2 separate regions of the Sus scrofa genome follow, and region 1 is linked to region 2. The links are chromatin contacts, called in public HiChIP or PLAC-seq maps. All regions are on one chromosome and are shown on one strand. Each heading gives the region's core, a stretch centred on a gene start, on an enhancer-like site or on the middle of the called end of the contact. The rest is flanking DNA. Distances are from core to core; before and after follow the strand shown. Region 1 overlaps SLC22A4 (solute carrier family 22 member 4). Region 2 holds the start of PDLIM4 (PDZ and LIM domain 4).

What was found. HiChIP or PLAC-seq counts read pairs in DNA pulled down with a chosen protein or histone mark.
Region 1: a contact with region 2 is called in an H3K27ac HiChIP or PLAC-seq map of skeletal muscle. The contact joins the enhancer-like site here to the promoter of PDLIM4 in region 2. A contact is called at or near these places in 2 of 5 promoter capture datasets (fetal liver and liver), 27 of 47 Hi-C or Micro-C datasets (adipocytes, adipose tissue, alveolar macrophages and 17 more) and 2 of 2 datasets of contacts at active chromatin or transcription factors (alveolar macrophages and skeletal muscle).

Annotation. Positions count from the first base shown.
Region 1 is chr2:134,608,777-134,612,155 of Sscrofa11.1, forward strand. SLC22A4 (solute carrier family 22 member 4) reads left to right here. Exons shown (of 10, transcript NM_001145752.1): 2 at 2,788-2,891. Among named protein-coding and RNA genes, the nearest start is that of SLC22A4, 15 kb to the left of the region's middle. Within about 2 kb of position 1,300, at least 15 of the 83 cell types and tissues checked have an H3K27ac peak or open chromatin away from gene starts, as enhancers often do. A contact at or near this core is called in adipose tissue, fetal liver, mesenteric adipose tissue and 3 more, where this site is marked.
Region 2 is chr2:134,554,172-134,557,523 of Sscrofa11.1, forward strand. It overlaps PDLIM4 (PDZ and LIM domain 4), which reads left to right and starts at 1,792. Exons shown (of 7, transcript NM_001285969.1): 1 at 1,792-1,921. The coding sequence starts at 1,829. All of the region lies in intron 3 of P4HA2 (prolyl 4-hydroxylase subunit alpha-2), which reads right to left.

The DNA.
Region 1 (3,379 bases), core at 50-2,549, 54 kb after region 2:
TAGGAGAGTGATGGGGAACTTGCCCTCACCTCACCCTTCTAAGTACCCTATTCAGAATGCCTTTCCTCGCTCCATTCCCCAAAGACACCAGGCTTCGTGGGCATCAGCCCCCACAGTCATACAGGGCCCCATACTTCATTTTAATGCTCCACCACTGCCATCTTGAAATTCTTGTTTTTGAACAAGGGGTCTTTCAGGTATGCTTGGCCTGCGAAGCATGTACCTGGTCCTATTCATTATCTTTGCTCATACGATGCCTAGAGTCACATCTGACAGCCTTCCTCTTTCCTGTCTGTTTCTAAGTCCTGTCTATCCTCCCCTAAGGCAATGTCCTAACAGAGAAACATTTAAAAAAAAAAAAAAAAAAAAAACACAAAGGAGAGCACATTATCTTGGGAAGAACTTTCCTGCTTGACTTCACATGGAGTGGTGATGGTTGATAATGGACACTTTAATACCCCAACCAAACTTGAGATTTTTCTTGGCTCTGTCCAAGGCTAAAGGCTGTGGTGGAGGCCTTCTACCCCTAGCTCTGGTGTCACAGTCCTTGAAACATTGTAGGGGGTTGTATATAATAAGCTGGCCTTGGGAGTTCTTGTCCAAAGCGGGACACAGGTACACGTTCTGAGGCCCCAGTTGGTATCTCACTTGCCCACTCACTTGATATGACTTCAGGCAAACACCAGTCTCAAAGCCTCAGTTTAGTCTTCTGCAAAATGGGCACACTCCACATCAGGAGGCTTTGGGACCTCAATCACTATTCTCTGTGTTGGGGCAGACACTTTGGCAAGTGATTTTTGGAAGCGGGTGGCCATTGATTCAGGTACATGTCCTGTCTATGCCTTCTGACCCATGGCATGGCAGAGCACATGAATCTGGCCATACAGTTTTGGAGGGTTTGTGTCTTTTCCCCTGAAGGTCGTTCAGGGACTCCAGTGGAAGCTTCCCTACTCTGAGTGTGATTTCGGACTTATCCTCAGATGTGCCTGAGGGTTAGCGAGCCAAGGTTCTGGCCCTCATTGTTTTTCGTCTGCAGAGCTGTGCTTGGGCGTCCTGCTTGTGGTACCCGGAGAGGCAGTCTCATGAATCTTGTTATTGTCTCTGGAATGGGGGTGTTCTCAAGGACGTTAGCCTCAACATCACAGAGCGGCTCCTTTGAGGAAGGAAGCCTATGGAACAGACTTCTCTCAGCTCTCAGTACTCAGAAAAACGGAGCTTTTTTGCCATGAGTTTATCACTTTGGACACTGTGATCCTGAGAGCCGAGCTGCTGGAAGAGTCAAAGCAGATTTCAGGGCTTTCCTGGCAAGCAGACAGGCCTTTGGGCAGGACGGCCAGCGGTCAGCCTTAACCCTGGCTTAGTTGTTTTGTAATCCCTCCTCCCCTGTGATTTCCACTTCCCTCAATTCCCTTAGTTTTTGCTGTACACGTTTCTCTCATGTGTGTCCTTATAAACACCTCTCTCTGCTGCACAATAAGGCATGGCATAAATATATGAATTCATTTTTATATCTAATTCAGGCAAGTTGTGAGGACTAAGAACTAAATTGGTTTGGGAATGTCATGGGAGCAGCACCACTGTCAAGGGGGCTGAGGTTGGGTGGGAGGCAGGGGGGTTTCGTCTAGATGGGATCATTAGAGCAATGCCCTGACCCACAGCCCTGAAATACTTATTGACACCTACTTATTTTTTAATTAAAGAAAGCTCACTGAACCCACTTTGAAATTTTTGTACCCTCCCCTTGAGATTCTGCTGAATTGACTTAAGCCAAGAGCTGGGAACTGGGGAGTTCCCGTTGTGGCTCAGTGACTTAAGAATCCGACTTAGTAACCCTGAGGATGTGGTTCGATCCCTGGCCTTGCTCAGAGGGTTAAAGGAACCAGTGTTGGTGTGAGCTGCAGTGCAGGTCACAAATGCGGCTCAGATCTGGATTGCTGTCGCTATGGAGTAGGCTGGCAGCTGCAGCTCCAATTGGACCCCTAGCCTGGGAACTTCCATATGCATAGGTGCTAAAAAGACAAAAAAAAAAAAAAAAAAAAAAAAAGGAGGTGGGAACTGAAACTCTCATTTTATGGGTCCAAAGCAAGGACTTGTTAGGGCTTCAATAGCCCATGGGCCCTGGGGAATGGGAGGGACCAGATTCTAGGAGGGCTGCATGGGAAGTAGGGTGGAGGAGTGTAGAGCGGAGATAAGGTCCACTGGAGAGGTGTGGGATCCCCACCCCTAGCACACTGGGGCCCTGGATCAGGCCCTAAGCATGGCCTAGGGTGCAAGTAGGCCAAGGAGTACAGGGTAGTTCACTGGAGGAGTCTGCTCAGAAAATATAATCGCAGGCCCCCTGAGGCCCACTTGCATTTTTCAACAAGGTAGAAGAAACTTCTATGTGTGGATGAAGTGACCATGCTCTCTGCCCCACCCTGCAGGCATTGCAAACACCTTCCCCCCCAGCTGGGATGCCTTCTAAAGCAGAAATGACACCTTTGTTTCATAGACCTTCACAGCTGAGGAGTCATACCTCAGCTGACTTCTCGAGATGCAATGTAAACAAAGCCAAGGGCATCATCTTCCCTTTCAGAAAAGGAGAGTGAGACTCTGGCAGGACAGTGACTTGCCCCAGTAAATGGTAGAGTCAGGAGTCAACCCCAGGGCTGTGCCCTTGGCTCAAAAGTGAAAGCTTGGCACAGGGGAGGAGAGCCTGCCTGGCTGCCACGCTATTATGGCTCGGAGCTGGGCTGGGGCCGGACCTGTTGAGGGCTGGGCTCATGCTTCGTGTTTTTTCCTTGGCAGTGGAGCCTGGTGTGTGAGGATGATTGGAAGACGCCCCTCACCACCTCCCTGTTCTTCATAGGTGTGCTCGTTGGCTCCTTTGTGTCCGGGCAGCTGTCAGACAGGTAAGGATGTTGGGAGGGAGAAAGGGTGATTGTCAATTCATTGCCTGTCTTGGGGTTGAACTGAATTTAGGGTCTTTTTACCCAGAGATAGGGATGCCTCTTAGGCCACCAAGTGAGTGATAGGAGGAACCATGATGTCTCCTGCCTTCAGCCCCTTTCTGGGACCCTCTGGAAAGTGGTATCCTTGTGTCACCAAACCCCTCAAAAAAAGACAATACTGGGAGTTCCCATCGTGGCGCAGTGGTTAACGAATCCGACTAAGAACCATGAGGTCGCGGGTTCGGTCCCTGCCCTTGCTCAGTGGGTTAACGATCCGGCGTGGCCGTGAGCTGTGGTGTAGGTTGCAGACGCGGCTCGGATCCCGCGTTGCTGTGGCTCTGGCGTAGGCCGGTGGCTACAGCTCCGATTGAACCCCTAGCCTGGGAACCTCCATATGCCACGGAAGCGGCCCAAGAGATAGCAACAACAACAACAACAAAAGACAAAAA
Region 2 (3,352 bases), core at 542-3,041:
GCGGTCCCTGGGGGTGTGTAAGCTGGGAGAAGGAAGCCATGTCTAAGGACGACTTTCAGGAATCCACTCTGGGATGTCTCGGGTAAGAACTTTCACAGATTCTGGAGCCCCCCCACCCCCACCCCCCAGCAAAGCTCTGCACCATTTATATTCACTATGGCTCTTGGGATCCTGATGAGGCTTGTAAGCACCCAGCCATGCGATGCAGCTAATCCTAGACAGTTAGTGACAGTGACAGTTGACCCCAATCTCCACATCCTTCAGTGGGGTCCAAGTCCTGGGGAGCCTCCGTCCTAAGGGTTCCTGAGGGACCATCCAGCGGCCAACTCTTTTGCCAGCCTTTCCCTTTGGTCCATGTTGGGTCCAAGACTGGACGGAGCTGAGCAGAAACCTCCCTCCCGAATTGAAAGCCCAGTGGCTGACATCCCCTGGATACACACATCCCCTCACGTACACACCCTCCCACACACACACCGCTTGTGTTTCTCTGCCAGCAGAACAGACAGCAGCACCCTCTCTCCCAGAGAGGCATTCCTGGTCCACTCTGAAGGGTACACCTGCTTCTGCGGACCACCCCAAGTTCGTGCCTCTGAAGCGCCCTCCTTCTTGAGGTATTACAGATCCCACAGACACATCTAACCCCATAACCTGTTAGCCTCCCAAGGCTCCTTAACAGAACTTGGACAAGAAGGCACACAGGGTTGTCAAAACTGGTTAAATTAGGGGTGTCCTCAAAGTCTGTAACAGCAAAGAGCGATGCTTTGATGTGTAGCCAGACCCACGTGTCCAGGAGAGCCAGAGAGTGATAGGTGTGGCCCTGGCCAAGCCATGTCACCTGCAATGGTTGTTCAAGGAGATCCCTGGAGGGCAATGGTTGAGAGCAGAGAGAAGACTAGAGAGGGCCCAAGTGAAGGGCTGTCCAAGACCCCACTTCCCCCAGACACTTCACACCCTCCAACGTGGCAAAGCCACCACGCCAGCTACCCTCGCTGCTCCTCTTTCAGGTAGCAGGGGAAACAAAGCTCCCCGCAAAGGAGGAGGGAAGGGGACCATGCACACAGGGAGAAGGCTTGGAAGGAGGGGGCAGCGGGAGAAGGAATGAGTGTCCTGGGGAAGCAGTGACACCTGGAAAGATAAGACAGGGCATTTTGCTTCTAAATTCAAGTCTGGGGTCACGACCTCGTTCAGACAGCCTTCCTGACCTCCCCAAATGAGCCTGGGTACATTTGTGTTCCCACTCCGATACTTGGCGCTACCCTCTGTCATCCTGGATCTGCGACCCTGGCCCAGGCCTGCTCCGGATTCCCATCAGCGCTCGCTGTTCGGAGGTCTCTGCGCACTACCGACGGGTGGGGCCGCAGGTTGGCCTGCCAGGGCCTTGAGGAGGTTTCTGAGCAAGGCGCGGCCCCATCCCCCATCTGGGCTGCCCTTGCTCCCCCATCGTTCCCGGGCTGGGGCGCCGCCCCGTAGAAGCAGCTTCAAAAGGCCAGGCCTGAGCTTCCGCAGCCGGGCTCGGGTCTGCGGGGCCGCACAGTGGAGGCCTGGGCAAGATTTCGAACGTCGGGGCCGCCCCAGACCTGGGGTCTCCGAAAATCTGGTGGGTGTGCAGGGCTAAGGGGCGGGTCCTCAGAGCCCCCCGAAGTGGGAGGGTCGGGTCGGCCGCAGGGCCAATCCGGGCGCGCGGGGAGCGGGGGCGGGGGCCGGGCGGAGGGGGGTACGGGGGCGGGCGGGCCGGGGGCGGGGCGCGGCGTCCAGGCGGCGGCGGCGGCGGCAACCGCGGCGGCTCCTCAGTGTCCGGCTCTAGCTCCGGCTGCAGCTCCGGCTCGCGATGCCCCACTCCGTGACCCTGCGCGGCCCTTCGCCCTGGGGCTTCCGCCTGGTGGGCGGCCGGGACTTCAGCGTACCCCTCACCATCTCGCGGGTGAGTCCAGCGACCCCTGGGCGGCGGGGAGGTCCTGGATCTTACACTCAGCCCTTGCAGTCTACCCGAGACTCGGATCCCCGACGTCCCGGAGGCTCAAAGGCCAAGGGTTGGCCTGGGTAACCCACAGGCTGCAAGAGGAGGCTTCTCGGCTGGGCAGCGCAGCCCCAACCCCCTCCCCCTCCTGCTGGGCCTGCCTGCCCTATCGCTTGGAGGATCCCCCCAAGGGTTCCCTCACCAGCCTGCCTGCTGGCCTCATTTTGGGGGGACTAACTTCAGGCCAGGAAAGGACCGCAGTCACGGGGCAGGGGTCTGGACAGATCCACACAGGCCTAGAAGTGCTGCTTAGACTGAACCCAGCCTGACAATCTGGGCCAGAATGACTGAGAGACCCCTTCCCCTGTCAAGGATCCCTGTCAGCAAAGTTGGGTGATCCCAGAGGGTCTGGGGTCCTCTCTGAAACGGAAGAAAGAAAGATCCATCCACTCTCCTGCTCTGGTTTTAGTCAGTCTCTAATCCGTGACCTCAGTTGTCCTAAGGGGAAACCACCAGGAGGGATTTTTGGCTTCCAGGGGAAGGAGAGCCTTGATTGTGCAGTTGGGAGACCACCCACCCCACACACCAGACACCCAAGGCCAGGGGCCAGGATAAGCTCAGCCCAGTTCAAGGTTCCACGACGCTCGGTGGCAGACTTAGGACAGAGGAAGAGGAGGAGGTATAGCGGTGGGCGGTGGCTAATCTGAGGAGGACAGGGGAGCAGAGGAGAGGACTCCCTCCCTGTTAGAGGGGTGTCCAGTCTGGGAAAGACAGGATCCTGGTCCAGCCTTGGGGTCCCATATTTGAAGGGCTAGAAGAGGGGACTTGGACTCTGTCCTTGGGGGTCCCAGCCTAGGGGACAGAAGAGGAGAGAACTCAGGCCTGCCACTGGGGACTCCCAGTCTGCAAGGAAGAGAGGAGGGGGACCTGGAGCCATCCCTTGACCGCACACGGGCTGCTCTGGTCTTTGGGGCCCCGTGTCAGGGAACAGAGAACACCTTCCCTGCCCTTCCGCCACCTCTCGCCCTGGGGGCTGGGCCAAGGTGGCTGGGCTTTCGGAGACTGCTTTCCAGTTCTTAGGAGGGGGTGGGCACCCGATGGTGCATGGAATCATGGAATCTCATTTCTGGGGGCCCTGGTGACAGGCAGGCCCAGCTGTCCTGGGAGGATTCACACATCTGCCCTCAGCCCCGCAGCCAGCAGGTCCCTGGAGCTGAGCGAGGTGGGCCTTCAACACATCTGGGAGCCTTTCATCTCCCATTTCCCTGAGGGAGCCCTGCTGGGGTGCGTGTGTGTGAGAGAGAGAGAGACAGAGCACATCTGTGTCTGTGTGGGTCATGCTGTGTGTCCACCGAGGTAGGCTAGTGGGGGTGTTAGGCCAGCCGGCAGGCCAGG